Linked DNA regions of Mus musculus: regions 2, 3, 4 and 5 are each linked to region 1. A link is a contact called in public Hi-C, HiChIP or PLAC-seq and promoter capture Hi-C data. All regions are on one chromosome and are shown on one strand. The core of a region is the stretch at or near the end of the contact, and the rest is flanking DNA. Distances in the headings are between cores, read along the strand shown. Region 1 holds the start of Gabra1 (gamma-aminobutyric acid (GABA) A receptor, subunit alpha 1). Region 2 has its middle 58 kb from the start of Atp10b. Region 3 has its middle 89 kb from the start of Atp10b. Region 4 has its middle 44 kb from the start of Gm34644. Region 5 has its middle 110 kb from the start of A230004M16Rik.

Region 1 (6,235 bases), core at 1,329-3,828:
TCTCTCCCTCTCCCCCTCTCTCTCTCCCTCTCTCTCTCTCTCTCTCTCTCTCTCTCTCTCTCTCTCTCTCTCTCACACACACACACACACACACACACACACACATCAATGCACACAAACATACCCACACATATCTTGTAAGCGTCCTTTAATTTCTTCCAGGGTGCTGCTAGAAAACACTTTGTCTCCAACAGATGGAAGCTTAAGTGGTTTGCTTCGCATGAAAAGGAGGGTATATTTATTCCCACTTAGGTAAATTGCAATCAATCATTATCTGATTGTTGAACTTGGATATGGTAGGAGGATACTGGAGGAATAAATGTGTATGGAACAGAAGAGTTATAGAAATGTCTATGTGTGTGTGTTATACATTCACATAATTATGTGTATATACATAATTATTAAGCCAAATTTTAAAATCCTGAGCACTACCTGGCTAAAAAGCAGATGTAGTTACTTAAATGCACTGAAATTAATCCTGGTCCTACTATGAAAACTATTACATGTATTTTATTTTCCCACTTTCTCGATTCTTAACTCCTTAGTAGGGTCAACCGTGAATAGATGGAAGCTTTATAAAACCCAGGGTTTTTTTTTGTTTTTTTTTTTTTTTTTTTTTTTACATTAAGCATTCTCTAGGTCCATGTGGTATGTATGCCTTTAAATACATCAACAAAATGCTTTCTACACTCTCCCGGATCATTCCAATCAGTAAGAACCATCACACACAGCCATGTAAGCAGGGAAGCAGAATTCATTTAGAATGAAATTATGTAGAGATAAGCACCGTGAGCTTCCTCATAGTGTTCTCTTAAATGTAGTGACCGGTTTTGACACACAGGAGTAGACTATGACAGGGTATCTTGGATAAATATCATTATGTGAAAATATTGCATCCAAATGGCACAATGGTAATTCTTTCTTTAAAGCATGTTTTAACATCTGTTTTGAAGAGGAAACAACTTCTCTTAACCCTATTAATCGCCACTGATTCTAGAAAAGGAAAGAAAGTCTTGAATGGGTGAGAGAATGAGATTCCCATGGCAAGACACCATAGCTCTTGCACTCTTCTCATATTTGCAGAAAAACAAACCTGCCGTGGCACTTCAGTTGTGGAGGAAGAAAGTTTCTTGCGAATACAAACAGAACAGTTGAAAGGCAGCACGAAGCTGTCTCTTGCCCCCTTTCCACCTCCATCCTTCCCCTCTCTAGAAGCATGCTCCACTACCCACCTCCCCTGCCACCCAGAGCAAGTAAGTTCAGCTTCTCATTTCCAGAATGGGAGAGACCCCTACACCAGAGGGCATTTCAGCTGTGGTGGCTGGAAAGGGGAGAAGAGACGTGTTCAAGCAGGGTGAGCCAGTCTTCCCTAGAATGGAGCAGGGTGACAGGTTTTTGGTCCTAACCTCTTAACTTTAGCTGATGGCAACCCCCAGAGCCACTCCCCAACTCACCGCAGCTCCCCTTGGACAGAAAAAAAGAAGAGGAAAAGAAAAGAAAAAAGAGAGAAAGGAAAAAAAAGAAGAAGAAAGAGAGATCAAAACAACATGTCACCACCCACCCCTCAGGGTACATTCTAATCTTCCTTAAAGAGGAGAGCAGGAAGAGAGAGAGAGAGCGAGAGAGAAAAATCTACTCCTATAAGGCTGCAGTTTTCACCCTGAAAGAAGAAAACATTCCTTGTTTCTACCTGCTCCCAGCTTCAGCTCCTGTCCTGCTCCTGCTCGCTTCCCTGCTAGAACATCTCTGCCTCTCCAGCTAGGACAAAGGCAGGTTGCAAGCACTGGGCGATCGTGGTCCGAAGTCTCACTTACCTCGGGGCCCCCTCTGGGCACCGGATCGCTCCAGACCCGGGAGAAAAGTGTGGGAGAGAGGATCGCGGTGAGTCGGAGCTGCGCGAGTCTGCGAGCGCGGGCGCGCCGGGCGGAGGGCGTCCTCGCGCCGCGCTCACTCACACGGTCTGAGGCATCATGGACTCTGCGTGCTCCTGCACTGGAGATTTCATACCCAAATTTGCTTCCCAATATCCAATCTGCAGCTATACAACAAAAGATTTCTCTGTACCAAGACAGTAGTAATACGTCCCAGCGCAAACCGGATGTGAAATAGGCGGTGACTTCATGCCAGAGAGATTTTATTTTAGAAAGGAAGGTGGTACCAGCCACTGGATCTGGACACCAATCCGCCCATTTTTTATATGCAGCGCAATTTAACTTGCACTCTGGCCCTAATCCCCATCTCTGTAGCTGCCGGCTCAAATCCTTCTTCAATCTGCTGCAAGCATTCCTCTATTTTGGGGGGGAAGGGGGACTGAAAAATGGGGGAAGGGAAGGGTAGAAAGGGTTAGAGATGGGGGCCACTCTTAGGATCTTTTCTCTCTTGATATTTATGAGCATACTCTTCTAAGGTGTGCTCATTAAAGCACAACCGATCCTTGTAACTCTGCTACCTCTGATCAAATATTTAACCACTGCATTCATATGAATGAACGCAAGCTAGGAAGCAGGGAGATGTAGGCTTACACGTGTGGAGAGCGCTCTGTCCTCGACTTGCTCTCCCTCGCACACTCCCACACATATGGCTAAATCCCTGCTTGTTGCAGAACCAGGACGAGTGAGGGACAGTAGGAAGAACCCTGTTTGCTAGGGAACGGCCCCTGGGCTTAGAGTCCTTCATACTTTGTCAGATTCCGAGTGCTTTGCATCCCGCCTTTCATCTACAGCATAGAGGACAGCCAGACAGGCTTCGCAAACGGGTTTTTAACCTTTGCGTGCGTTGTCCTGAAAAAGCACAGACTCCCTTAACTCTGAATTTTGCAAGGTTTTCGAACACGGAATATTTAACTTCGCATAAATCATTTCTGGGTTTGAGAGGCACATCTCCATTTCCGGAAACATGCCTTTGCCTTGAACTCCATCGTTTTCGGTTCAGAAAAATGGGGGGGGGGGAATTTTTAGAAGTCAGTGGGGGGAAAGCTTCTACTTTGTTTTTTCTTCTCTGTCCTCTTTTCTTACCTTCCCTGAGAGTTCTTCACCCACAGATAACTATACATGCAGGATGTGTGTGTGTGTTTGTGTGTGTGTTTGTGTGTGTGTGTGTGTGTGTGTGTGTGTGTTCGACATGTTCCTGAGGGATTTTCAGGGACTGAGCAATGACTGTGGTTCCTTGCTGGGTTTTTGTGAATGGCTTCTAGCTCAGGTCATGGGTGCTGTCTTCCTCAGGGTGCTAGTAGACAATGGCCAGCACCTCCAAGAGCTGCTTTTCAGCACTTTAAAACCACATGGGGAGGAGGTGCTGAAAAATATGAGGCATCCTTATGCCATTCATATTTCTGGTAGATGAAGTCTGAATTTGGGTAAACCCGCTGACCATTTTCTTCTAGTGGACTTCTGGCCGAGGAGAAATTTAAAATAGAGGCTGAGTGTTGTCCAAAACATTAAAGGGGGGGGGGGGGGGGACTAATTAGCCAGCACCAAACACTCCTGTGTTTAGCATTCTACAAGTTGTTCTTGGCGTATGCTGCAAGGAAATCAGTTTATAAGATGAAACCTTAAGCTATGCAGTTGCAATGACGTGGCCTTCACAGTCAAGGACCACATTCATAATGTGACTTTGTTCTCTGGCTTTTGGGGGGTGAATTGCTGACAAGGAATTTTCAAGATAAGCGTTTGGAAGGTGGGGTTGAGGACTGACTCGAGGCATCTCTCTTTAAACAGTAATAATTGCCCGCAAAGCACACAACAAGGGTCGATGCACTCTCAAATACCAGCGAATACTGCCATTCCCTTGTGTGGCAGAGCTCCATTTATCAATTAGTTACTTGTTCACTGGGCAGCTTGTAAAGCAAGACTAACTTTACTGAAGTCCTGAAGCCCCAAGTTACCAACTATAAAGCACTTTCTCATCTCTCCAGTCTGCTAACTTTCCATAGTTTCAATGCCATAAAAAAACAAAACAAAACAAAAAACCAAAAAACCAATAGTCATAAAATATAACATTTTTTTTAAAATGTCTTTCCTTCTCCTGACAAAATTGTTGTAACTTCTTTTACAGTTCTCAACAAATTGGGGGAAATTTTGGCTTTTTCCTCTCATGTCACACAACTAAATCTCTCTATTGATTAGATTTTGCAAACACTTGGCTCTGAAATTTTATTATTTGAGAAAACTCTCTGAGAACAATTTCAATCATGTACTGCTTTATGTACCACTATAGCTACATGTAACTCTACAGCATTTCCATACCCTAGAAAAATACATGAAGAATTATGGAGCTAGAGTGTTAATGCAGAAATGAGAATGCCCCTTAAAATAAAATACAACATAGAGCAGATTGCATATACATTACATATTACATATACATCATTCTCATAAAATATATTATTTAAAATACCAATAACTTGACAATTCCCAAAACATTACCCAACATTGTAAACAATTAATGAATTTATAGTTTCCCATCTGAGATATTAATATATCCACATATTTCTAGATATTAAAACACAAAAATTAATAAAAAGAAAACTATTTTATAATGTCCCATTCTATTAATGATTTTTGACAGCTGCTGGCATTACAGTTTTCCTGTTACATCTGGAATAAATCCTTTCAAAGTGTGTATACCTGACAAAATAACTTATTGAAATAGCAAAAATTATGATTTCTAACATTTCTGAGTGTTTACTTTGTAAAATTATATCCCAATTGTTTAGCATAGCACATTCAACTTCTTTCTTAAAACAAATCTTAATATGGCCGTTTTACAAATCTTTCATATTCGTGGCTTACAAACATCAAAACATTTGCCCAAGGTCATTTGGATCATGAGTTATCAATTTTAGTATGGAATCTAAATTTCAGAATTCAGGTTCACTTGTTCATTCATACTTACTCACAACTGTTTCTTCACTGCGAGTTCCTGTGCCCCTACAAATGTGCCCCTACACATATATTTGGCCATTTAGGTTAGTCACAGATATCAATGCACATTTTAATTTCAAAACTATAGAAATTTATCTAGTATTAAAAGTTAACAAAAGATTGGGGAGTAAGTAAATATTTATAACAAGAGTATTTAGTTTGAAGACAAGTGTGCTGAGAACATACAATTTCACTTTTATTTCAGATTTTTATTGTTATTTACCATCTTTCTCATGAAACCAGTGGCCAATATCCCCAATACCAATAGTTTTCAGCAGGAGGGCTCTGAAGTCAAACCTAGAATCAGAGATGCTAGGCAGGCCAAATACCTTCGTCTCTAGTGTTACAGTCTGGTACACATTGCTTTTTCTGTCATTTTAAATGGCAGAAAGCCCTGACCTAATTGAACCCATGACACTGAATCTACTCAACAGAAAACTGCTTTTACTTTATCAACTAGAAGTGTAGTTAGTGAGAGAAAAATAATGAATGTTCTCACTCGTTCAGTGACGTTTTTAACATTTACAAATATCTGAGTAAAAATAAAACATAAATGAAAATAAACCAGCTTTATTGACATTCAAAAAAAGATAGTGGCATGGCTCAGATATATGTGGGCTGAAAATAATTCTCAATATTAACATGTGGCTAGTAATCCATAATAATAAGTGTAAAGGTTGTTACTTGAATAGCTATAATTATCAATATATAAATGAATGGCTTTATACAGTATTCTCAAATTTACTAATTTCACTAGTATATAATACAGACCACCTTACTTAGTGAACCATATAAGTATATTGTACAGAATATCCCTTCTTGTATAATTGATACTGAATTAAAAAATAATTTTTAAAATGGGAAAATTTTGTGCTTTAATTGAGATACATTTGCCATCCAAGATAGTATCTTTTATTTCCAGGATAGATGCACAGTTTGCACACACACACACACGCACACACACACACATACACACACACAGACACACACACATATAGATATATAGATATATAGATATATAGAGAGATAGAGAGATAGGTAGGTAGGTAGATAGATAGATAGACAGACAGACAGACAGACAGACAGACAGACAGACAGATAGATAGATAGATAGATAGATGATAGATGATAGATAGATAGAGATAGATAGAGATACAGATATATATATATATATATATATATATATATATATATATATATATATATACCATGTAGCAGCTCTATGGCAGGGTATATTACCAAGGTTCTCCAAACTTCATTAATTGAAATTTTCAAGCACAGTTATAGTACCCCACATTTAAGTTGCAGCATTGTGT
Region 2 (6,235 bases), core at 2,421-4,920, 910 kb after region 1:
GACAACCTGTGGAAAGTACTCGGTCAAAGGTCACTTTATTACGCTGCCCAAAGCAGGACTTTTTTCCAAATTGCTCACATACTTGAGGGAAAATGGAAACTTGAAGGTGAGCACATTGTCCTGGTGAGCCTCAGAGCCTGGGAAAGATTGGAAAATCCTCTGAAGACTGAGCAGGGGCAGGTGTCAAACTCCAGCTCCTGTTACCCAAGGTCTAGGTGAGTGTGCGCATAAGAAATCCAGCCAATGAAATGGAGTCACCATTACCCTCTAGGCAAACTGCAGCCCAGTGAGAAAACACAAAGATTTCTATGTCCCAGAAAGTGAAATTTGACACGCATACAGGCTATTACTTAAAGTAAGATAGTGTCCTTCCTAAGGTTCCGAGAGAGAAAAATCAGCATGTTGATTTCGGCTTTTATGTTTTACAAAGTGACTTTCATGGGAAAGGTAACTGTGTTAACACTTTAGAGCAGCTGCCAAGTGTCTTTGGCAATAGAATGTCAAACTATGGGAACCTTGATCAGCAAAGCGGAAACCTCCTGTTTTGTTGACTGGGACAGGAGACATAGTCATAGCATCTTTAATCCAAGGGATTTATCATGTTTTTGAGGGCATACAAGAAGTGTCTACCCAGAAACTGCTTATTTCAAGCACACCCTCCTTCCTGATACCAAAGCTGCTCATCATATGCATTTAGAATGAGCTAGTTATAATATGGAGTTATTACATTATGGCTTATGAGTGGCAGGGTATCCAGACTGTTCAGTTTACCCAGAGTAAGGAGACTAGCTCATGCTCTTGCAATTCAGAACTTGGGAGCCCTACTCGATGTACGATATTCCCTTGGATTAACAGACATTAAGCACTATGATCTCTTGACAACCACTGTGCTGTGTAACTTCCTGCTAGTGAGAACAAGTGTCTAAGATGATCAGCCTTAGTGGAAGGCAGGTTGACTTGGGCTCATGGTTTCAAGGGGATTTGAGCCATGTTCACTGGGTCCTGTTGATGTGGAGCCTATGGTGAAATTGTACATCATTATGGGATTATATGATAAAGGGAACTGCTCACTTCATAACAGGAAGGAAGGAAGGAAGGAAGGAAGGAAGGAAGGAAGGGCAGGCTGCTATCTCAATACCTTCTTCAAAGAGATAGCTTAAGTGATCAAACCTTCTTTCACCTGGTCTCATTCCCTAAATGTTCTATCACTTCACAATAATGCTGTGTAGGGTTGCAATCAAGGCTTGAATACATGGTCCTATAAGACGACCCTTAAGGTCATAAGTATAGCATTTGAAAACACCAGATTTAGAAAGATCTTGGATGCATGCTCATGCCTTGCTAGGTTCTGTAAATCATGTTGGGAAACAGCACTCATAAAAGGTAAACTTTATACCTTCACTGAGGAAAATGATGACAAATGCATCATTCATGATGGACACAACTGTTTTCCTAGATTTGAGCTCAGAATAAGTTATTGTGCTAAGTTGTACTCTCTCTCTTCATGACACTGTTAAAGGACTGAAGTGTTATTCAGAAAGTGAACTATCACTCCAAGAGTGGCTTTGAAGAAATTACAATACAGATGGATCTACCAGACAGATAGCTGGCCAAAACTGGCCTTATTATGCAGGGTACATAATAGTTAATATTACCTATGCCTAGAATTCTATTCAAAGCTAGATAACAAGGCACATTCAAGAGAAAATAATTAGGCCTTAAAAGAACCCTGAAAGGCAAGCGTTAGAGATTCTTGAGTTGTAATTTTTATGATTCAAAAGGAATTCTAATGATTGTATAATAATTTACTATGGATCAAGCTGCTGCTTTTTGATGGCTGTTGTAGACTTGAAAGTTTTGTACCCGAAGAGTACCAAACCCAGCTTAAAATCTTTAGAATTCCCACAAGAAAATTGTGCATAATAGCTAACAGGAAAAATAGGTGGAAAAGGCTACATTACTGATAGCTGTGAGAATTCCTTAAAGCTCTGATAAAAGCAAATTGGTTAGATTGAATCACAAGATTTTCTGAAATCTAAATTAGTATGCTTACATGTACGCTCACATATACATGTGTGTTCCCACCCCCATGTCTGCCTACCTGACTATCCCTGAAATGCTAAGTGAAGACAGCAAGTCTACCAATGCCTGTTTCCAGTAGTGCCAGCTCCATCCTGTCATGTTTAGGAAACCACAGTTATCCAACAGTCAGCCTGAACACCCACAAAGAACTCAAAGGCAACGAGTGCTTCTCTATCTATCAAGCATCAGTGAGAGGATGGCTTTGGGGGGGGTGATCTTCATTAATAAGTATGGACTGGGTTGAGCCAATTATTTTGTCTGAGGAACAACACGGAGGTCATCTGAGCCTACTTGTCGGAAGGCAGCATCTCAGCATATCTTTTATTTGCATAGAATGTTCCTATGCCCCACCCTTGACTCAAACATCTTTATTTGTCTATCTAACTACGTATCTTTGAAAGCTTGTTTGAGTTTTCAGAGTCTCTTTCCTGACCAAGCCACTGTGAAACCCTGAGCCAGATAAGACAACAGTAAAGTGAAACATTTGCTCCCTAGCAACTATCGTCTACCATGGAAGTTAAGCAGGTGTTCAAAAGCTGCAGATTTGTTTATTCTGGGGAGAGGGGCATGTGCCATGGCTCCCGCATGGTGATCACAAGACGATCTCATGGAGTTAGTTTTTTCCTTCCACCACGTGGATCCTGAGGACTGGGGTCATTAGGCTTGGCTCTGATTGGCTGAGCCATCTTGCTGACCTTCACAGGTTTCATTGATATCAGCTTTCTCTACATAGAAAAAGCTGTTCTCTGTATTATCTATGAATCACCTTGCTAATAGAAACTTCAGCAGAAAATCCTATCTAAAAGATCATTTGATTAGTGTCTCAGAAATATGACCAAGGAGCTAAACTTCTGGCATCTTCAATTTTCTGTGAAGTGGGATTATTGCAAAGGTTTGAAGGCATATGCTCTTTAAAGAACCGAGTACCATAAAAAAATACTAATGCAGGTGATAGGATGTGAAGCAAGGCATACAATAGTTCAACCTGAATCGGTTTACTTTGTGACACTCTGTGCCTAGGTTTCCTCATCCTAATAATGGAGTCAGAAAGAACACTATTTCTACAGGTTGTTATGTGAGTTAACACATGCAGAACATTAATACCAGTTGCTGGCAAAAAAATGGAAATTCAATAAATCTTAGCTGTTATCATTATTATTATTACCAGTATAATATACACCATGCAATAGATATTGAATAAATGGTAAGCAATTTTTAAATTAAACTTCATTGGTATTCAAAGTCACTTCTCTCCCATATAGCTGCCCCATTGAATTCTGGTAAGGAGCTCCAAACAATCTTCAGATCACTGTGGGGATGACACCTTCCCCTGCCAGTTAGTGTGTGTTGTGCAGCAAAGTAAATAGAATAATAACCAATCTGATATTTTAATTATCACGCATGTCAGCGATGCTGCTTTATAAATCAAAGCTAATTGATTCCGAGCACTTGCTATTTCTTCAGCCCTCCTACCGGCTCGGGAGCAAGCCTGCTATTTTCTGTGTAAACACTGAGGGTGGTTCCAGAATGGTATTCAAAATCAGTGGAGTGCTTTTTACACGTGGGCAAACTCAAAGCCAGGAATTAGGAGTTAGCATACTCAGTTCCACCCACCCATGGTATATATCCAGAAGAGAGCATGATGCTCCTCTCGGTGATGTTTGAACAGCTTCACTTAGACTGAACCTCCAGAAAATGGTCCAAACTTTTGAATCAATTTTTTCTCCATATTCCCATGGAGCACTCGGTAATTTAAGTGGCTGTTACATAAACCTGTATGTTTGTCTGGATGCTTGATTTTCAAGCTTATGTTTGTTCACAGTAGATCTTGCATAGAAATGCAATTTATACAGCAAACCATGGGTGCTGAGAGATACAGGTTGAAAAAAAAATGCAACCGAGCTAGCTAGCAACCACGCAGTCCCCCTTACCATGAGCATGCTGGATCTGATCCCAAAGTATATGCTATGGAGAGCTGCCAGCTGTCTTCCTATCCCAAATCCACAGCCTCTGCTTTACAGAAGTGCGATCACTCAGTTTGCCCAAGAAGCTTCTCTATCAATGCATTTGCACATGTCAGGGAAAATTCAAATCCCCTTGACGTCGCAGGTTCTGCTTTTAAGCAGTTCAACCATCTGATTTTAAGCTTTTAAGCTTTTACATGTTCCAAACTACAAAACTCGAGGTTCTGGAGTATGGCTCAGTGATGAACACATAGTCACATGCTCAAGGCCTTGGACATGCTTCCCAGAACACACACACACACACACACACACACACACACACCTGAGTTTTACATTTTCAAAAATTCGTTTGCTCTCTGCTTTACATATGATGTGCCCCAATAAACTCATGTATGATGCAGCCCCAAACGCATGCAATCCACCTAAGCTACTGAAAATCACAGTGGAGCAGCCCAGCCCACTCTACAGAGCATCTGTTGTTCTCTCTAGTAGTCACGTGAATAACCCGGAGCTGTAGCTTCCTGCTGCTGCCCAGCATCATGAGAGAGCAGAGTACTAACACCACTAGTTTAGGAAAAGATCACAATTCAAATTGCACTTTTTAATGAATGAGTATTGCTTTCACACTATCTTAAAGTCAAAAATGGTTCTTCATCCACGGTAAAGGAAAGGCTGCCTATTAACAAGTCCTCCCCTACCTATCCTTCCAGTACTTTAGTCATTTGAATAATTTGGGGGACAGGGGAGGAGAGCATCACATTGAGAAAGAGATTGAGATGGAAGATTTGAAGATTTTTTTTTTTAATTTGGAAAAAAAATGAAAGAAACTTTGGAATTAAAGAGCCCCTATGGGCTTAGGATAAGGTTTGTTCTACAAGCTCTTTGCTCATGGGTCTAGCCAAAAAAGTTCATTTACCCCCCCACACCCCCCATAGCTTAAAAATGAAGATTCATGATGAGTGTGATAATTTATTCCAGCAGCCAATATAAATCGAAAATAGAAATCATTTTGCAAGTGACTGAGCAAGTAAACAAAGATGATAAACCTGTCAATGTTTACTGCTCATTCAGTCTTGGTTTGTCAAATCTATGGCAAACTTGCTCCTGTTCCACCCACCATGCTCAAGGCATATGAGCAAGGTGTAGGGTATCTGAGAGTCCCACATGAGCAGCATGCCAAAGAGCGACTACTAAGTCATCAATCAGCACTAGCATGTGATGTAGAGGTGCTCTGCCAGTTATCATCCACTAGATTTTACATAGGAGAAACCAGGCCAGAAAGGTGGACAGCTGGTCCAATATTGTACTGAAAGACTCCGAGAGGAGCCCCTCACTCAGGCCTCAGGACAAGAGCGGACACCCAAGAACTCACGATAGACCGAGCTTGTTCAAACCACATGAGGCTTTATTCGGGGAAAGCCAGAGCTCTGGGGATGACTCATATCCCACGCAGGGGTAGAGGAGTCGACCTCGAGAGGAAAGAGGTCCCAGTTTTTATAGGCCCTCAGTGGGGAAAGAAGAAGCGGGGGAGTACGGGATTTCCAGAGGGATTTCCAGATCTAAACAATGTCTATTCTCACGAAATGGGTATGGGAGGGGTACAAGGAAAGAGTCTGGTGCAGGTGTAGCAACTCAGGATTGGCCGGGCTGAGGTTGCTGGGGAGATTTTCTGACTCTTTCCCAGCAACCAATATCACAAACACCTGGCAATGGGCTTCATCAGTGGGCACACACATGGGTCAAGGAACGGTCAAAACATTGGCAGACACACAGGTTCAAGGAGTGGCCAGAGCATTGTGCACCTCTATTTTTCTAAATCAGTGAAGCTAGTTCTGCTAACACTGACATCTATCTTGCCAATTTCAGGGCTTCTGTGTCCTTTTACATTCTGTCAGGATCTTTCAGTACTGTTGGTTAAAAAATGATTGTGTATTTTACCAATACAACTCTTAGTTGTATTACACTGAGCATGCTAGGACATTGATAAACCCTGTTTGAGAATTCTTGCGTTGTTACGTCTATCTATGAAGGATAGGACATATTCAAAGCCGCTTCCTAGATCTGAATTTTTTGTAGAAGGTTGAAACTCTTGTAGTCCCTTGGGGCTGGAGAGATGGCCCGGTGCTTAATAACACTTGCTGCTCTTTCAGAGGGCCAGGGCTCTGTTGTCAGCTTTCAGATCAGGTAGT
Region 3 (6,235 bases), core at 1,020-3,519, 880 kb after region 1:
TCCTTATGTAAAAGAAACCATGTAGTTTTTGTCTTCCTATGTCTGGTTTTTAATCACTTAACACAATGTCTTCCAGGTTCAACCATCTTTTTTTTAAGTATCATGATTTCATTTTCATAGCTGAATAGGATTCTATGATATAGATGTGACACATTTCTCTGTGTGTATTTATATAATGTTAAGCATTTAGGTAAAAATCTAAGTCTTGGCTACTGTGAATAGTCCTACAATAAACAAGGCAGTGTACCTATTTCTTTCTATTAATTTCTTTCCCTTTGGCTATATAATCAGTGCTGAGATTGCTGGGTAATTGTGTGGCTCTAATTTTAATTTTTCAAGAACCCTCCACAATGTTTCCCCCAATGAGCGCTGTATTAAGTACAATCCCACCAATTTTGTACAATGGTTTGTTTGATTCCTTTTGTCTTCTTTAATAGCCATTCTAATTGGAGTAATTCTAGTTGGGAGTAATACAGTGAAATTTAATTTGTATACCCTTAAAGATCCCTAGTGTTCAATATGTTTCCATTTACCTATAGCATTTTTGCATGCCTCCTTCTGAGAGGTATGTAATAAAGGGCTTCTATCCATTTTCAATCAGTTCTTTTACATTGCATTATATGAGTTCCATGTGTATTCTATATCTAAAGTTCTTGTCATCTCTACAGTATAGAAATCTGGCCTCCCATATTGTGGCTGTCTTTTTACTCTGTTATATATAATTTTCTGTACAAAGTCCTTATCGATAGATAGATAGATAGATAGATAGATAGATAGATAGATAGATAGATAGAATCCCATTTGCCTAAGTATACACATTCCTTTGTACAAAGAAATACATAGAGATCTTTTCTTCAGTTGCCTGTACTTTTATGATCTCACCTAAGAAATCCTTGTCCAGGCCAGTCTCATGAATCAGTTTCCTATGTTTTCTTCCATCATGTTGTATCTTACATCTGAGTTTTATTCCACTTGAGTTTCATATATGTGAAAGAAAGGGCTCCTATCCTTTGAGAATCCTGACTTTCAGTTGCCTATGCTTTTTGCAATCTGTATATGATCATGTGACCAAGGTTTGGCGAATGAGACAGAAGTACAAGTATAACATGGAAAAACTAGGACATATTTTTTAAAGAGTAGGGTTTTTTTTTCCTCCTTCATCTTGCTGCCCAAAGTGTGTGTGATGATTTAACCTCTGGTGATCTTTTGTGGTCAGAGAAATGCTAACTACACAGGCAGCGTAGCTGTGATTCTGTCAAATCAGACTAGTGGGAAACACTGGATGGCTGTCTATAGAATCTTCTAAGCAAATCATAATAAAAGTAATCATGCTTTGAATGCTTATGACAGTTTTATTTGGGACTTTCTGCCTCACCCAGTAACACTGAATCCTCACTAACAAAGGCAGCTCTCAAGGTCTACCTGGTTTTCAACAGGCACATCTCAGCCTCAGCAGCCCAAGCCATCACAGCACAGTGGACTTACCTTACAGCTCTGTGTCCCCTGGGACCTGACTTGGATGTAGTTGCTGACTATAACCCGAAGCCAGTGATAACTGCTTGGCTTTATGAAGTTCTGTCGAAATAGTAAGTGCTTGGAAGACGCCTAGCAAAGTCCCTAGCAGTGTTCAGATCAGTTCTTAATGTTAGTGCAACCACTCTACTCCTGCCAAAATAACCTTCCAAGGTAATAGTCACCACCTACCTCCGCTTGTTTCTGTGAGTCTCTCTATAGCATTTAATGAACAGGTCTAAGCATATGCAAAGTCACAGATAACTTAGGGTCCAGAGCCAATTTTTATGCCTTCTTTTCAATGATGCTAACTTTATGGCTTGGTCAAAAGTTATCTCTTCATTTTAGAAAGTTTAAATCATGATTAATTAATGTCTGTTTTGTATTTCTCACATACAAGTGCTCCATATAGGACTTGAAAAAAAAACATGTATTTTGGAGGGAGGAGGGTTCCGGATAGATGGATGGATGTATGGAAAATTAACTGTTTTCCATGGCAGCTTGTCAGGGATTTATTATCTTGCTACCCCTCAAAGGATCTGGTGCTCTACCTGCAGTAGGAACTTACCAAATGTTAGCTGGATAGGAATAAAGGACACAAAAGATCAGAGAGATAATCAAGAGCCCTTTCCACCTGGAACCTTTCTCCTTTCAGGGCATCCTATTGAACAGTATTATTGAGTAGAGAGGCAGGGAGTTGACAGCCACTCTCTGGACTCTCTCCCAGGGCCTTTTTAAAACAGGGAAGTTAATTATGGAACCAGATTAACAGTTTCTTTTTTGATACAGTCAAAGTAAAACCAGCAGGATGCAATTTAGCTCGTCCCCACTTTCCAAATAGCAGCAAATTTTCATACAAAACAAAGAGACACTTGAATTGCAAATTACTTAGAGAATCGCCTACCAACCCCAACGGAAGAAAATTTCTGCTACTTTCAAAGCCAGGCTGTTGCCTTTTCAGGTTTGCCTGTGTTTAGGGCTCTTCACAAAGGCCCTCACACTTTGCTGCTTCCCAGCTCGGCCCACAGGAAGGAGGAACAATTCCTTAAGGTGTAGAAGAATGCGTCAAGTCACCTCTGCTACTCAGCATCATCGGCTTCTCATGAAAGGAGGGCCATGAGGTGCATCCCATCCAAGGGCATCAGCAGAAAGTTCTAGTGAGGCAAGGCAAAGACACAGTGACTATAAAAAATGATTAGGCTGTAAGTATGTACCCTTGGAGGTGGGTAAAGAATGGGAGAAGCCATATGCCCCATCATCATTATCCAGGAATTTAGGGGGAGAAAACTGTTTAACTATTAAAGTTCTGAGAAGTCTGTGATCTGGATTATTAGTTGATACATTCCCGTTAGTTGTGCTTAATTAACAAAAGAAACAGAGAACCCAATAACTGGCTATAACCATAACCCATGGATCACCAGCTGCTAACTTGTGATCCAGCAGCGCTTCCTTATCTGATAAGACGTGGGAACTAAAGTCAAGGGAGGAGGATACTTGAGGAAAGATCACCAGTGACCAACTTCGCTGATAGTTCCTGCGTAGCCTGGTACATGATGCCCCAGCTTTCAGCTGCTTTTTGCCCCCTGAAGGAAACAGCAAAGCTTCATCTTTCTCAAATGTACTTACAAACCCATTTTTTCCTAATCTAATAAATAATGTATACTTTTTGAATGGAGTTTAGACAATAGAGCGGAGGATAAGGACAAAAATAAAAGAAAGCCACGCAATGCTATTTATAGAGGGACTGGAAGCTGAGATGGGAACCTGGCTATACTCAAGCTACTTTCAGATGCAGCAACTGTGGGGCAAGGTGGGCTTGGCAAAGATGGGCCATTCTCTATGCTTACACTTAGTCCAGCAGGTAGCAGAAATGAGCAAAGAAGACCACATGGTGAGAAAGGGCAAAAGAAGCCACCTTGCCCTGCTTAGAGATTGCAGAGACCACTCCCGTTTCCCCTGGGTCATCATGTGGGAAAGAAGGCTATAAAAACAGCCCCTTCAAGCTTTTTAAAATATGAAATCTAAAGTCTTTTAGTATAAAACTTTTTGACATTTGAACATAGATCAGTTTTTGAAACTATGAGTCAAATATAGTTCAAGCTGCAAGGTAGGGGACTGGGATGGTTTCTTCATGACCCTTATTCATGGTGAGTAAATTGGGCCCTGGGCAGGCCAGTTAGTGTTGTGTGTGATCATTTCTGTCACAAGTCAGCAGAGAGGCCTGGCACAGAGATGGCCAGGTCAACAGGACAAGATGAAGGAAATAAAGACCCATTATAGACTTAGGTCATCAATGACCTGGGAAGAGACATCTAGAGTCAACTAGAAGCAGACTACGTCTGGCCAGATCCTTTTGAAAGAAAATCTACTTGCATCTAAAGCCCTCATTTGTGTGTGTGTATGTGTGTGTGTGTGTTTGTGTGCATGCATGTGTGTGAGAGTATGTTTATGTAAGTGTGTGTATATTTGTGAGCATGTATTTGTACATGTATGCATATATATCTGGGTGTACATGAATGTGTGCATGTGCCTGTGTGTGTATACATATGCATGTGTTTGTACGTGTGTGATCTTTATCTTCTTAAAATGATAGACATGCTTTGCAAGACCACTCCATTTCCTCTGAAACAGAAAGGTTTTTAATGTTTTTAGTAGAAATAGAATTACATTACTTCCTTCTTTTTCCTGTCTCCAGCACCACCCAGCTATCTTTCCTAGAATCCCTCCCATGACCCTACTCTCAAACTGCTAACCTCTTTTTCTTTGATTATCATTTTACATATATGTGTCTGTGTATATGTGTGCATAAATATAAATAGACTGTGCTGAGTCTTTTGTTGTAAATGTGGCTATGCTTCCAAGACTGACCACATGTATGTATTATATATGTATGTATGTATGTGCATAAAATACATGTTTATAAATAAGTTCTGCTAAGTCTATTTTGTAGTGTGGTGTATGTCTTGTTATATAGTTTCAAGGCTTTGTTGCAAGGTTTCACTTTGCATTGGACAAACAATGACTAGGCTCATCCCTGGGAAAGGCCAAGTCTCCACCCCCTGGCAGTCATTAGTTGCCTGTAATTCTTTGTCTATAGGTAGGCATTTCCTACATGAAATTTTTCTCTTTACATGTTAGCATGTCTATTGGATACTGCCATTGCTCTGGTCTTTTTATACAGACATTTCTAGGAAAGGTGGTTTCACTGCAAGACAGAGAAAGAGAGAGACAGAGACAGAGACAGAGAGACGGAGACAGAGAGAGAGACAGGGGGGGGGGGGAGAGCTCTGCCAAAAATACATCTTCTCTACATCTAGCTCCATAGAAATGGACCTTTTCTTTTCTTCCACATTTTCAACACAGATTTAAGATCTTACTTTTATTAATGGGTAAAATCTCATCCTCTTTCTGAACCTGTTTATGTGGCAAAATTGAAATGCACCAAGTGCTTGGACCAAGATGTGTCCCATGGAATGAAGAGACGTTTAGATTGACATCCAAGGGAACATGGAACATCATTTGTATTCTGCATGTTGGCAGATAAAACAGTAGACCCGGTTCCCTGATCAGAGCAAACGGTTGCTGTTGAAGCAGCTTCCTGGGAAAATGTCCAGCTTGCTTGTGAAGTTTATTTGTAGCTGGAGTGATCCAGCTGGAAGGAAAAGGGCAAAATACTTAATTACTGCCTGATGCCAAACTGAGATTGCACATTTTATATTTATTTTCTCTCCTGTGTCTTTCAGCCTCACAGTGGCAGGAAGATCATGACTGGCTGGAGAAACTTATCCCAGTGAAACAAAGAGTCTGAATTGTAAGTAGGTTTTCTTCTTATTGGTTGATCATACAATATAGATTCCCATGGTAGCCACAGGAGATTCACTAAACTGTAATTGTCTTCTTCAGTGCACTTAAGTAAGGATCAGCTGACATCACTGGTAAATCAGATGCTAATATATGACTATGGCTTAAGTTTCTCTTCGATGTTTACATATGTATAAACATAAATTACTGAACAATTTAGGAAGTATCAGGAAACATTAAGATGTGTGCTTGTCTATAAATAACAGAGAATACAGGTTCTGCATGGTTTAAGTAATATTTTAAGATATTTACTTGTATAGCAGAAAGCCCAAAGATAGAGGAAGTCCATAAAGAGAGTGTAGACAAATCCCAATCCCACCCCAAGACCTAGTTCTGACAACTTCAGACAGATATCTCTTCCATGTCTCTCTTTTTATGCACTTTTCTAGAAAACCCCCAGTAAGCTTCTACTTGTGTTCATTTGCCTGAATGCCACATGCTCTTGTAACAGAGGATGTAGGACCACCCATCATGATTATCTGAGACCAGTCACTAATGTTCATGGGTCTAGAGATGGTACACCAAAGACATCTGGAGCAAAGTGGAAATGTAAACAAAATGAATATCTTATTAGGAAGGAGGCAAGAGGGTGAATGTTCATTTTCAAAGCCATTGGCAGTGTCTGTGGGACCTCTAAGTCCGAGCCGATGAATATCCACTTCCAAGGTATCCAGCTGAAGAAGCAGGCGCACAGCCTTGACTAACCTCCCCTCAAGTCACAGGTGAAGTTAAGAAAAGAATAGAAATACTTTGACTCTGGATATAAAACCCAAGTCATTATCATTATACCATAGGCAGACTATTTCTTTAATTTGCATAATTATAAACTCCCCCTCAAAGAGTAAACATTGCTGCCAACTTA
Region 4 (6,235 bases), core at 1,096-3,595, 730 kb after region 1:
TCTGAAGAGGAAAAGCTAAAATGGAAGACAACCTTGGATCTTGGTGACAATACTAAGGCACTGATCAAAAATAAATGCCTACGATCTGCCTTTTCTTTACATCTGTTTGTGACATTCTGATTCTAGTGTATGTCACAGTTTTTAGCTATACTAAGCCAAAGTTGTTCCACCAGGAAAATGGAGGGTCATTTATAAAATGTATCAACAAATATTTAATAAGTATCTATTTGTGCTCTGCTCTCTTTTTGATGTTGGCATCACAGAGAGAGAGAGAGAGAGAGAGAGAGAGAGAGAGAGAGAGAGAGAGAGAGAGAGATTTTTCTATTCCTGTGACATTCCCATATGGAAGAAATTAAAGTAGGAATAAATGAGTGATAGCAAATAAGATTTAGTGGTATAAAAGAAATAAAGCAAAATAAGACAGCAAAAAAAAAATCACTAGGCATTGCACTAAGGAGAAGGAGCTCTTAAAAGTATTAAATCTATGCAGAACTGAAATAGGCTTGTATCAGCAAAAGTAGTAATATAAGGAGTAACTCAAATGCCCATTTATAAGGGCCTGATGGAGCAAACTGTGGTACTTTGTGTGACAAAACATGTGGTCAATGAAAGGACAATGTTATAAGAATATTCACAGTTCTGTGACACAGTCTATAAAATATATAGTGAAGAAAAATTAAAAGCTTGTGCTGGAGAGTTCACTCAGCAGTCAAGAATACTTGTTACTCTTTCAGAGTCATATGATTTCCAGAATCATATGACTGTTTACAACCATTTGTAATTCTGGTCCCAAGGTAACTTACACCTTCTTCTGACCTCAGTGAGTGCCAGGCTGCACGTGGTAAACACAAATACATGCAGGCAAGACACGTTTACACACAAAATAATATAATATTTTATTTTTAAAGTAGTTTTAGAGTAGTCTTTGAAGTGTTACACCTATTGTCAGAATTATTAAAAAAGAATAGATATACATAAATACATGATAGATAGATAGATAGATAGATAGATAGATAGATAGATAGATAGATAGATAGATAATAGATAATAGATAGATAGATGATAGATAGATAGATAGATAGATAGATAGATAGATAGATAGATAGATAATAGATAGATAGATAGATAATAGATAGATAGATAGATAGATAGATAGATAGATAGATAGATAATAGATAGATAGATAGATAATAGATAGATAGATAGATAATAGATAGATAGATAGATAGATAGATAGATAGATAGATAGATAGATAGATAATAGATAGATAGATCTTCAGATACACACATTATATATATATATATATATATATAGATAGATAGATATAGATATAGATATAGATATAGATATCGATATCGATATCGATATAGATATAGATATAGATATAGATATAGATATAGATATAGATATAGATATAGATATAGATATAGATATAGATATAGATATAGATATAGATATAGATATATATATAGAGAGAAATACAGGCAGGAGAGAGATAGAGGGATTAAGATCTGAAGCTGCAGTTCAGTTTTTACATGTAGAGTTTGTGAGCATTCTTAGGATCCTGGGTTCAATCCAATCTCTAGTTCCACAGGAACGAAAGAAAAAAATGAAAACAGAAATTTTATTAGTTCTTGTCTCTCATAAGAGATTCATATAAGAGACATTTATTTGTTTGTTTGTTTGTTTTAATGTGACATTCCATACAATTTTAGAATTTGTAATATGTAATTTTTACTTAATAAAACAAATATATTAAGAATTTTAATTGCAGGTAAAATAAATTTTTCCAGAGTAGATCAGAGTTTAGGAGTAAAGTTTCTCATTCAGGGGACATGGCTTCTGACATACATGGCATCAGAGCAACAAGACCTGACTTGAAATAGGAATCACAAAGAAAAAAGAGGCCATCTGTTCTACCCATGTCACCTGGCAGATATTGCCTCCACCCCCAGGAGTAAAAGCTGCAGGAAGAAATTCAACATGAGAATCTCTGTGAGTACCAAGAGTGGCACCACATGGGACCAGCTGCCAGTATTAGTCTCAAGATCATTTCAGCACAGGAGATGGCTCAGGAGAGAGATAAAATATATACTTGTGAGTGCCAGAAGGGGACTCATCCCAACAGATCACAGGAGTATCTGCAGAAAAAAAAAAAGAAAGAAAGAAAGAAAACATTCCACATGGCAAAAGAAATGAAAAGTCCTAGAAGTTAATGTGAAGATGTGCAGTTACATCCTCACATAAGTGACGTGACCTTCCAGACAATCTTAAGCCTAATCCCTTTGATCTGAGCCTAGCCAGGAGCCTGTGTTGACTCCACTTAAGCTGAGGCCCCCCGCTTCTCTGAACATGTGTTTTGTAAAACCTTCATCTGTTACACTTCAAACTCTTATTTTTAACCTGACCAGCAGGTCTCCAGGGGAGGCTAATTCAAGGCCAAGTTCAAGAACATAGCAGATTGAGTGGTCCAGCAGCCATGTATGACCTGCAAGCATCATGCAGTCCAGGTTAGATACTATTTCAATCCAAATTTCTAAAAAAGTCATAAAGTTACTTTAAAACATTAAGATATATTCTACAATATTTTTGATACCTCAGTTGTGTGGCTTCAACTTTGTAGATGAAAATGTCTTATTCCAATGTCAAAAGGCCACAGGAGCAACAGTGAGAGAAGAAGGTGGATGGAACATTCCTAGTTGCTGATTTTTTTTCTTCCTGTATGTCTTCTTATTAGTAACTGTCATATGTTCAATGAGAAAAAGGGGGTGGTTTCTGATAAGTAGCCCATGTTTTAAGAAATAATAGATCAAGATGAAGAAAACAGGGTTTCACCCATTCATGGAAGATCTCATACAGCCAAAGCATTATACGAGCCTATCCTTCACCATTGCATGTACAGTACCCCAATAATAATCACAGAAGCCTTAAGCCTGCCCTATCCCTAAACCATGCAGGTTCAACTGTACCTTTTATCTTCATTCTCCCTTGCCCAGTGGATTTGTAAAGTGAAAAATTAGATAGGGAAGGCAATGTCAGAAAAAGGTCAGAAACTATCCAGTGCTCTGTTTGCTAGACCCGTGCAGCTGCTATGGCCAGGCTTTTGCTTTGAATCTTTGACTTTCTTCAAGAACCAATGACAACAATTCTCCTGACTGACATTTTTAAAAAAGATTTATTTATTTATTTTATGTATATAAGTATACTATATCTGTCTTCAGACCAGAAGAGGGTATCAGATCCCATTACAGATGGTTGTGAGCCACCATGTGATTGCTGGGATTTGAACTCAGAATCTTTGGAAGACCAGTCAGTGCTCTTAAGCACTGAGCCATCTCTCCAGCCCTCTCCTGGCATTTTTACAGTGCCATATGTGTATACAGTCTGGTATATCATGGCATCACTGATAGATGACTGCTACGGACCTGTTCATTTGCATAGAATACATACTGATACTGAAAAAGAAGCCCAGCTCTATTCATGGATCATCAATTGTCATTGAGGAAAAGTGAAAAATTATGACTTCCCTACTGAATCACTTTCTCAAGACTTTTTCTAGGCCTTTAAAACAACTGTTTATAAGGAAGAAGAAATTTTAAACTTCCCTCTAGGTACCTCCTTTCTAGTGTTTCCAAGATGGGGATTTGTCAATTAATATGATTGGTCAGTGGTCAGAGGTCAGAGGCACAATTATGTGCTATGAAGCCCATGAGCTGGGACCTCCATATAAAGCTTTAATCCAACATCCACCATATAGACTATGGGAAGAGAGGCAAATCAGGACTAGCTCTTGGCAGAACTATCACCTCATCTTGTCCTCAAACCTCCTGAACCACTTACTCAGCTTTCCTTGGACTCTCTCACTCACTCACACACACATGCACACACACACACACACACACACACACACACACACACACACTCACTCACTCATTCTTTCTCCATGAAAACCACACTTTGTTGCACTAGGCTTACAGCTCATTTACCTGCCGTGCATTTTAATAAATGATATGTTTTAATCATTCACTGTGATCAGAGTTTATTGTGGTTCAATGCATGTAGCTATGAACAAAGAAAAGCAGAACAGATATTACTTTCTCACAATTAAGAAAATGTAGAGATTATCAGATGACAGCAGATTCTTCAGAACCCAGTATGGCAGACAAGTAGAACACAGAGTGAGGTGGAGAGTAGAGCAGAGAGGAGTTCTTATCTTTGGTTCGATGGTCAGGAAAGTCATCACTGGGAAAGTGAGAAAGAAAGCTCTGGTGATACAGCTATTACAGAGAGTGGTACAGCAGATTTGAAGTAGATGAACATAAAGAAGAGGAGGCATGCCCAGGTCTATAGGCAGCATAAGGCCAATGTGGCTGGAAATGAATAGTTACCTGGAAGATTTGAGGTCAGGTCATAGCTGCAATATCTGTGTTACAAAGTGGAAAATTAATTGCTAAGGATCATAATGATGGAATCACTACCCTTGTAAGAGAGATGCTGGAGGAGTGTGAGACAGAGACTGGAGTGATGTGCTGGGAAGGTGGAGATCATAGCAATAAGCAAAGGAATACTGGAGGTAGCAGAACCTTGGAAAGGGCAAGTACACCTAATGTCTTCTCATGCCTCCAAGATGAACAAGTAGTATCTGGGGAAGCCAGGATAATCACTGCATCTCAAGGTCTTTAATTTGATCCCATCTGGAAGTTTCTTTCACCATATGAGGTAACATCATAAGTCCCAGGATTAGGTTATACACACATTTAGAGGATCATCATGCAACCTACCACAGATAGTGTGACAGTATTCACACTCTTCTCTGTTTAACACAAACTTGAGTTGAAAGAATAGAAATGAAGAAAGCAGTTAAGTAACTCTTGTAACACCTCAGGCAAGAGTCGATGATGCTTTCTTTAAGGTAGTGGAAGCAGAGGTATTGCAAAATCCTATCTTGAATGTTTTGAAGATAAAATCAATGTGTTTTGCCAGTATAGAGAATAAGAGAACAATAAAAATGAAACTTGAACCTCTAGCTTTCCCAATTTGGGAAGCTAGAAATATAAATAAATAAACCCATTAAAGGAACAGGTTTGGAGGGAAGATAATAAGTTTGGCTTTTACATATTAAATTAAATATCTATGAAAGATCCAAACTGATGTTTCAACATTTTAGTTAACTGTTAAGAGCTGAAACTATTCAAACTAGACTTTGTCATGATTATATACTGAGTTATTATACATTTTACTTTAAATACCATTTACCACTCATTTAGGGGTCTTCCCTTATCCAGTTTCACTCTCTGTGACTTCAGCTCCCTGTAGTCAACTATGATCTGAAAATGTTAAGGAGAAAATAAGTATTTTGCAAATACTTTGTTACAGCCTTTTATCATGGTTGTGTTTTGCTGTTACTCTTTGTTGTTAATCTCTCATTGTACCTGGTTTATGAGTTGAACTTTTCCATAGGCATATAACTATGGGCGAAAAACAAAGCATATCTAAGGCTCAGTCTATATCCAAAGATTAAGGCACTGACTAAGTATTTTAAGATGAAGGGAGATGACTGTAAATTACAATGGAACATTGTGGAGTAGGGTAATGTGAAGATGAGCAATAGTAAGCTAAGATTCAGGACCTATTCAAACTCCTGCTATAATGTCATCAAAACATCACCAAAATATCCACAGTACCATTTGATACTAATATACCAAATGCAGCCAACATAGCTGTGCTTCACAAGGCTGACAAGAAGTTCTCTTATAGCTCAGTTTATGGTCTAGTTGAGTGACCTGAACTCTGGTTTTATCAGACTCATAGAGTACCAGGCCCAAGTGCAGCCTCCTTGAGTCCACCAGTCCACCTTCAAAGCCTTACTCAGGACATCTAGGTGGTCACAATAGAAGGCAAAGCAACAGTGAAAAGAAGACAGAAAGGAAGACGCCATGGTATATAAGTATATGTGGTATTTCCAGCTAAGAATTCATTGATCATTTACCATAGATAGATATGATTCTATTTTATTCTATTAATACTTTAAGAAGGGAGATGAAAATACTATTATAAATCTTATTTAATTGATGAGAAAACTGGACTGGGTCACCTTGGGCATGGAGTCGGCAGACACCCCCATGGTTCCTAGAGGACCCTCCACTCAATCTTAGGACCTCTGGTGAGTGGAACACAACTTCTCTTCCAATCCAATTGCGCAGGACCTGAGATAGCATTAGGGAAGCAGAAAAC
Region 5 (6,235 bases), core at 1,729-4,228, 580 kb before region 1:
TTTATCTGATTTCCAAACTCTTAGGTTTCTTTAAAAGTCTAATAAAGATGTAAAGCAAAAGGACTGTGTTGGCAAAACTAAGAGCCATAAAAATAGCTTTTATAATTGAGAAAGAAGACAAGAATCATAACAAAAAAATGTGTGAATCGCAAATACCACTTTCTCCCATTTCACTCAAGAACCTTACAGAAGCCTTCTGAGTAAGACTAATTGGTATCCCCATCGTAGGAGCTGAGCCGTGTTTGTGGCGTGCTCACCAGTGCACCAAACTGCAGTGCCACACAGCTGCTTTATCTTACAAATAATCACAGATATGAGCACATACAAGCCAAGGGAAAAGTCCTTCCATATAAAAGCCAGAAGATACAGTTTTGTATGCAGGCCAATTTACATTTGGCTCAAAAAGCACAGTCCCATGTTGCGTTTATATATTTACAAACATATAAATATAACGTAAACAAACACACACATATATATTCACAATCGTATAGATATATACTATATATGTGTACCAACAATGAACACAAAAAGAGGTTATGACTTTGAAAAAGGGTAAGGAGGGGTATGTGAGAGGATATTGAGGATGGAAAGGGAAGCAGGAATTATACAGTTATAACCTCAAAAGTAAAAGATAAATTTTAAAAGTCATATTTGAGGGCCAAGAAGTGAGAGTGGGGGGAGGGAAGTGGGGGGAGGGCATGGGGGGACTTTTGGGATAGCATTGGAAATGTAAATGAAGAAAATACCTAATATAAAAAAAAATCTTATTTGACTGAGATTGCTAGTGCCTATAGGCCCTGTGTAAGCAAATATTTTAGAGGACATCAGCGTTAGAATTAGGCCTAACGAGACAGGCTTGTCATCTCAGCTACCAAGAAGACTGAAGTAGGAGATTCGTAATTTAAGGCCACCCCAAGCTACAGAATAATTTGAAGGCTCAGGAGACCATGTAGTTGTACAGCAATAAGAGTAAAGATAAATTCATTTTTATCTGAGACCTCACACTAGCCTCATAAACAATGTGTGGTGAAAATATGTGCAGCAAAATAAAATACAAAGTACATATGAAAACATACTGTCAGTAAAAATATTAAAAAAATAAACAGCAACCTATGGTTGTGGTAACAATATGCATTTATCATATTACAATTCTCAAGCTGTAAAAACCTACAGACAAGGAGTTTAATAGGCCTACTCTCCTCAAACAAGCTCTGATGGAGTGCTTGGGTTTCTAGATTTGGGAGGTTGCACAAATCTTTACATCACAGCCTCTCCTCTTCCCAATCTCCGCCCCATCACCACTTCCTGTTTTGAATTTGACATGCTGCTTTCCTAACAAATTGGACCCACCTGGTCATTCAGCCATAACCCAGCACTTCAAATCCTTCCTTTAATGCCATCAGTAAAACCCTCATTATCCTGTGGGTAACAGAGTCATAGGCTAGGGAGGACACTATATTCTGGGAGGTGATGGACACTAATTCTGCAAAAATAAGATTCTCAATGTTTAGATACCAGAATGACAACCTTCCTCTGTTTGTAATTTTATTGTTTGTTTCTATCAGTGCCATGCATTCCCATCAGTCTACAGCTTTGATCCTTATTGACTTCCCATCAGTTAAAATGGTGAGCATCTACAATATTGCCATTCCATGTCCTTCCTCTTGTCTTTCCAAGATCTTTTGGATGGTATACATGTAAACATTTATCTTACTATCACTTTGCTTATTGAAGGCCCATGTGCAGCAAGCTAGAGAGATGGCACAGCACTTGAGAACCATTGCTAATCTTACAAGGGACAGGAATTTGGATCTGAACATTCCTATCCTGTGGTCCACAACTATCTGTAACTTCAACTCCCTCTTTTTGCCTCCACTGGTTCTCATGTGCACATGGGCATACACATAAATCAAACAAAGTAAAATGTAAAAACTGCCACCTCCTTACACTTCCTTTTGTGGTACCCTTTCATTCTGTACCCGTTTCACATAAATTTATAGGATTCATAGATTTATTAATAAAAGGTTTCAGATTGTTTCTCAGGAGTTGAGTATATGCCATGCTTAGGATTTACAAAGTAATTGGTATAGAATATAAAATTATGACTATGCTCAATTATAATATTCAAGACCCTATCTATGTCTACTAAATATTAAAGAAAAATATAGACATGTAGGGGCCTTTCTGGAGAGGTGATTCAGAGGTTAAAATCTCTTACTGTTCTTATAGAAAACCTGAGTTTGATTCCCAGCATGTAGATCTTGCATCCCACAACCCTCTATAATTTCAGTTCTAGAGAACCTAGGACTCTGGCCTGGGCAGGCACCTGCACTCACATGCACTTACCAACTATGAGACAAATATTAAAAATAAATGAATTCCTTAAAACAAAAAGGAGTGACTGAAATTTCATTTTAGTACTGTATACTTTAAAATAAATAAGAATATGGACTCTCTTAGAACCCTAGTGAATGTTCAGTGCCCTGGGCTTGAAATTTAAGTCACAAATATATCTAATTGGATTATAAAAATCCTAATCTGAAGTTGTACTTCAAGAGAAGAGTGTTTTGAATTTCCATTCTTCTCCAAAGAGTATTCAAAGTGCTTTGATTCCTTTGAATTATTTAACATAAAGTATATTTAATATAATATGTAAATGACATAATAATATATATGTTAAATAGTGTATGTAATAACCCTAATAATTAAAACCCCTCCAGTTTTAGGGAGGCAGAAATTGAGATACAGGCATGTTTAGTGCCTTGCTCAGTTTCACAAACCAGTAGATCTGATTCCTGAAAAAAAAAAAAAAAAAAAAAAAAAAAACTTGGCATTGGTGAATTTAATCTCTGTCCCTGTGACAAAACTGCTTTGAATTAATTATTGTGTAACTGGCAGTGATCTTTAGCTTCTGTTCTCTCTGTCTGTGGTCATCTTCAAAGTCAGCAGCGTGTTGGACTGACTGAATCTTTCTGTCTTATCAGATACTGTCACATACGCCTGAACACGGTCAGGGGTGTGACTTATGACGCCTACTGGCTGTAAGTAAGACCAAATATCGTTCCTGACACTTCCTGAAAGAACTGCCTTTCAGATGTCTCCGTCATGGGGGATGAAGGGACTTGCCAATTGGCTAACAAGCAGTCTTTGAGGCCTATGCTAGGTAATAATGTCACAGGAGAAACTTTTCAATCACCTTTACATGGAACAATAAAATAGCAGCAACTTGTATAATACATCATCCCACTGAAAGGATCACTCAGAAAAAGCAGTGCTATTCAACTGGAAAGTGCTGCATAAATAAAGTCCCTTTGCATGATTGGAAATTCTTTACTTACCATGAGCAAATAATTAGAACTCTGTCTGAATGGTTATTGGTTTGATATCCAAATATTCATTTTCATACTGCAGGTCCCGCAAGCCATTTCACTATGACCTGTAATGGCAAATTTCTAGAGCAGTGCTATATTCTATAAATATACTTCACAGAGTTAGAATGAAGCAAGATTATGAACATTTGGCTCCTTGAGAAAGAGCCAAGTGATCCATCTGGTCTACTGGGGTTCTTCCTAAGAAATCTCAAGGGAAAGTCCTTTAATGTGTGGTTTCCTGTTACTTCCATGGCCAAGAAATTAGGCCACCCCTCTACAGGCAGCAGTGTTTTAACAGCATGATTCCTGGAACCATGAAATACTAGACAAGAGTTTCAACAGAGAAAGAGGCAACTGCACCCATAGATGGTAGTGTTCTCATCCCAGAGATGAGAGTAATGACATCTTGCTCCTTAGTCTGTTGTAAGGATCAAGTATTATGTTGTAATAATCAATATTATGATGGAATGAATAAGAATAAATAATCCTATGTATCAAACCTTTCACTGACCTGTTGTTATGAACACTATGAAAAAGCATTCAAGAAAATGCTAGATAAATATAGGAATATCGTGATTCATGAAGGTGCTTCTAGGGCATGGGGTGGGTAAGAGAATGAAATTTATAACCATATTTATCTCTTTTATATTTCATAATGTCACTCTCACTGATCTCTCCAAACTCAAACTTGAGAAAACAGTACATAATCAGAGCATACTTCTAGTATAGGAGGCTTCCATTCACAGAGATTAGGGTAGATTTTAATCAATGCTGAGTTATAATAAAGGGAATTTTAGTTTGATGTAAGAAAGAATTTCCTGACTAAAATTACAGGGTAAACTTCCCAAAAGAGATATTGAATTACTAAGGAGCTTAAACGTAAGCTTAAATATTCCTCTGATAGTATAACACTGAATTTAAATTAAAATTTAGGGCTTTAGTTATGTTTCTTTATCATATTAGTATGCATTGATTGGAATGATCTTTTGGTTCAGTAATAGTTAACTTAGACTCAAAACATTATCCGCATGACAAAACCATAACTCCTGCATGAAACATGAGGGAAGGATGAAAGAGAAAGATTGAAAGATAAAAGGAAGAAAAGGAATGATACATTAATGAAACAAGAGAAATTGAAAAGTGATTGGAAAGAGAAGAGAAAGAAAAATGGATGTAGCAAGGGAAAGAAGGAAGGAAGGAAGGAAAAAGGAAGAAAGGAAGGAAGGATAAGGGAATAAATATGAAGTTTTTTTACTACAGAATGCATGCTCTGGAGGTCTGGCTGGGTGGGTGGGGGGTGGTGAAAATATTCTCCTGGAGACAAGGAGGAGGAATGGGATGAGGAAATGTTGGAGGGAAGACCAGAGGGAGATAATGACTTGATTATAAAAAAAAAGATTAATAATAATAATAATACCTTCTCCCTATAAAATTTGAAAATAATTGTATTACTTTATGCTGTACTATAGACAGTCATCAGTGAAATTACCTGTGTTAACACTCGGTGTGCATGCTATTGGGGCTCAGAACACAGTACCTTAATGTATGCCACTGGGGTGCTGGAAATTTTCAATTAGAGTTGTGCGGAACCTCTCAGAAGCACAAGTTAAGTACACAATGTCTTCCTCTGACTTTTGTCAGACTTCCTGTCTTCTGACCATGCTTGTCATCTCATGCAGTGATGAAATCAGAATTCCTCCTCTATGCAAATCTTTAATCAAACAAGCTCTAGTATCTAGGAATGTTAGTTTATCTCTCATCTTCCTGGTCTCTGGAAGACCTGCACTGTAGTTGGATATTGGCTGATCCCCAGCATTCAGGGTTTTCCACTCATTCTGGTTCCATTCTACTAGAATCTATTTTTATCTTATCCTATCCCATTCCGTTCTATACCATTCCATTTCTTTAACATCATATTTCAGTGTGATTTCCATTATTTCTTGAATCTAAGTACAAAATTTAAGCTTTCCCTCAGATCTTCAGACTTACAACTCTGAATATTTTTGTAACAGAAAAAAGGTAGATATTAAATATATTTGCTTTATTTTCTCTTGTTGAGCTACCTTGTTGTAAAAAAAAAAAAAAAAAAGTGTCAACAATGACCCCTTTGATGCACCAGGAAATCAAATCCCTCCTACAATGGTGAGGAAAATGTCCTAGAGTTGGTGTAGACACTGATTAGATGAGTTTGTTTTGAGTCCATTAAGAGTTTCCTGTCTTATGAAGATTACAGGGTGACAGATCCTACACATGCAAGCACCCTAGAGCCTTCCACATCATGTACCTGGATCTCTTGCATTTTTGGGGTTTAATACAGTTGATCTGACCTAATACCTAATTATTTAAAACTTTCCTGAGTGTATTAAGTTTCTACTTGGGCTGTAATAAATTTTTGAAACCTTAAATGATTAAAGAACATGAATTTAGCTAGCTGCAGAGGGTAAGGAAGAATCTAGAGTCTATAGTTCAGGCCCAATGTGAGTTACTTGAAAAGACCATGATTAAAAGAAAACTACAAATTTATTATACTCAAAGTATCTGTAACTCAAAGTCTGTTTAAAACTTTTCTGGGTATAAGAGTAAGATGACAAAGGATTAGTGAACTTATTCCCCTTTGCAAAAGGGTTTTTGTTTGTTTGTTTTCTTTCTTTTCTTTTTCTTTTTCTTTTTCTTTTTCTTTTTCTTTTTCTTTTTCTCTTTCTTTCTTCCTTTCTTTCTTTCTTTCTTTCTTTCTTTCTTTCTTTCTTTCTTTCTTTCTTTCTTTCTTTCTCCTTCCTAGGGCAAGCCTGATCACCTTGTTTTATGTTCATTTATGCATCATTAAAAGCCAGTGATTAAATCAGACCAGGATTCCTTATGAATAT

The links. Promoter capture Hi-C pulls out the DNA fragments that hold promoters and counts their contacts. Hi-C and Micro-C count contacts between places; a contact is called where the count stands out from the background. HiChIP or PLAC-seq counts read pairs in DNA pulled down with a chosen protein or histone mark.
Region 2: an H3K27ac HiChIP or PLAC-seq map of SST interneurons shows a contact between it and region 1, with 6 times the contacts expected there. The contact joins the enhancer-like site here to the promoter of Gabra1 in region 1. A contact is called at or near these places in 2 of 39 promoter capture datasets (both in hippocampal neurons), 3 of 484 Hi-C or Micro-C datasets (brain, cerebral cortex and forebrain), 4 of 115 datasets of contacts at active chromatin or transcription factors (SST interneurons, VIP interneurons, forebrain and 1 more) and 1 of 9 other capture datasets (adipose tissue).
Region 3: a promoter capture Hi-C map of hippocampal neurons shows a contact between it and region 1, with 3 times the contacts expected there. The contact joins the enhancer-like site here to the promoter of Gabra1 in region 1. A contact is called at or near these places in 3 of 39 promoter capture datasets (the 3T3-L1 cell line, hippocampal neurons and pre-B cells).
Region 4: a Hi-C map of cerebellar granule neurons shows a contact between it and region 1, with 4 times the contacts expected there. The contact joins the enhancer-like site here to the promoter of Gabra1 in region 1. A contact is called at or near these places in 1 of 39 promoter capture datasets (hippocampal neurons), 3 of 484 Hi-C or Micro-C datasets (cerebellar granule neurons and cerebellum) and 1 of 9 other capture datasets (adipose tissue).
Region 5: a contact with region 1 is called in a Hi-C map of cerebellum, with 2.1 times the contacts expected there. The contact joins the enhancer-like site here to the promoter of Gabra1 in region 1. A contact is called at or near these places in 6 of 39 promoter capture datasets (the 3T3-L1 cell line, embryonic stem cells, hippocampal neurons and 3 more) and 3 of 484 Hi-C or Micro-C datasets (cerebellar granule neurons and cerebellum).

The regions. Positions count from the first base shown.
Region 1 is chr11:42,180,352-42,186,586 of GRCm38.p6, forward strand. Gabra1 (gamma-aminobutyric acid (GABA) A receptor, subunit alpha 1) reads right to left here and starts at 2,579. Exons shown (of 10, transcript NM_010250.5): 1 at 1,815-2,579.
Region 2 is chr11:43,088,646-43,094,880 of GRCm38.p6, forward strand. It overlaps a transcript of Atp10b not described here. Among named protein-coding and RNA genes, the nearest start is that of Atp10b, 58 kb to the right of the region's middle. Within about 2 kb of position 3,671, at least 20 of the 459 cell types and tissues checked have an H3K27ac peak or open chromatin away from gene starts, as enhancers often do. A contact at or near this core is called in SST interneurons and hippocampal neurons, where this site is marked.
Region 3 is chr11:43,057,387-43,063,621 of GRCm38.p6, forward strand. It overlaps a transcript of Atp10b not described here. Among named protein-coding and RNA genes, the nearest start is that of Atp10b, 89 kb to the right of the region's middle. Within about 2 kb of position 2,270, at least 11 of the 459 cell types and tissues checked have an H3K27ac peak or open chromatin away from gene starts, as enhancers often do. A contact at or near this core is called in hippocampal neurons, where this site is marked.
Region 4 is chr11:42,914,631-42,920,865 of GRCm38.p6, forward strand. No RefSeq gene overlaps it. Among named protein-coding and RNA genes, the nearest start is that of Gm34644, 44 kb to the left of the region's middle. Within about 2 kb of position 2,346, at least 2 of the 459 cell types and tissues checked have an H3K27ac peak or open chromatin away from gene starts, as enhancers often do. A contact at or near this core is called in cerebellar granule neurons and cerebellum, where this site is marked.
Region 5 is chr11:41,595,608-41,601,842 of GRCm38.p6, forward strand. No RefSeq gene overlaps it. Among named protein-coding and RNA genes, the nearest start is that of A230004M16Rik, 110 kb to the right of the region's middle. Within about 2 kb of position 2,979, at least 6 of the 459 cell types and tissues checked have an H3K27ac peak or open chromatin away from gene starts, as enhancers often do. A contact at or near this core is called in cerebellar granule neurons and cerebellum, where this site is marked.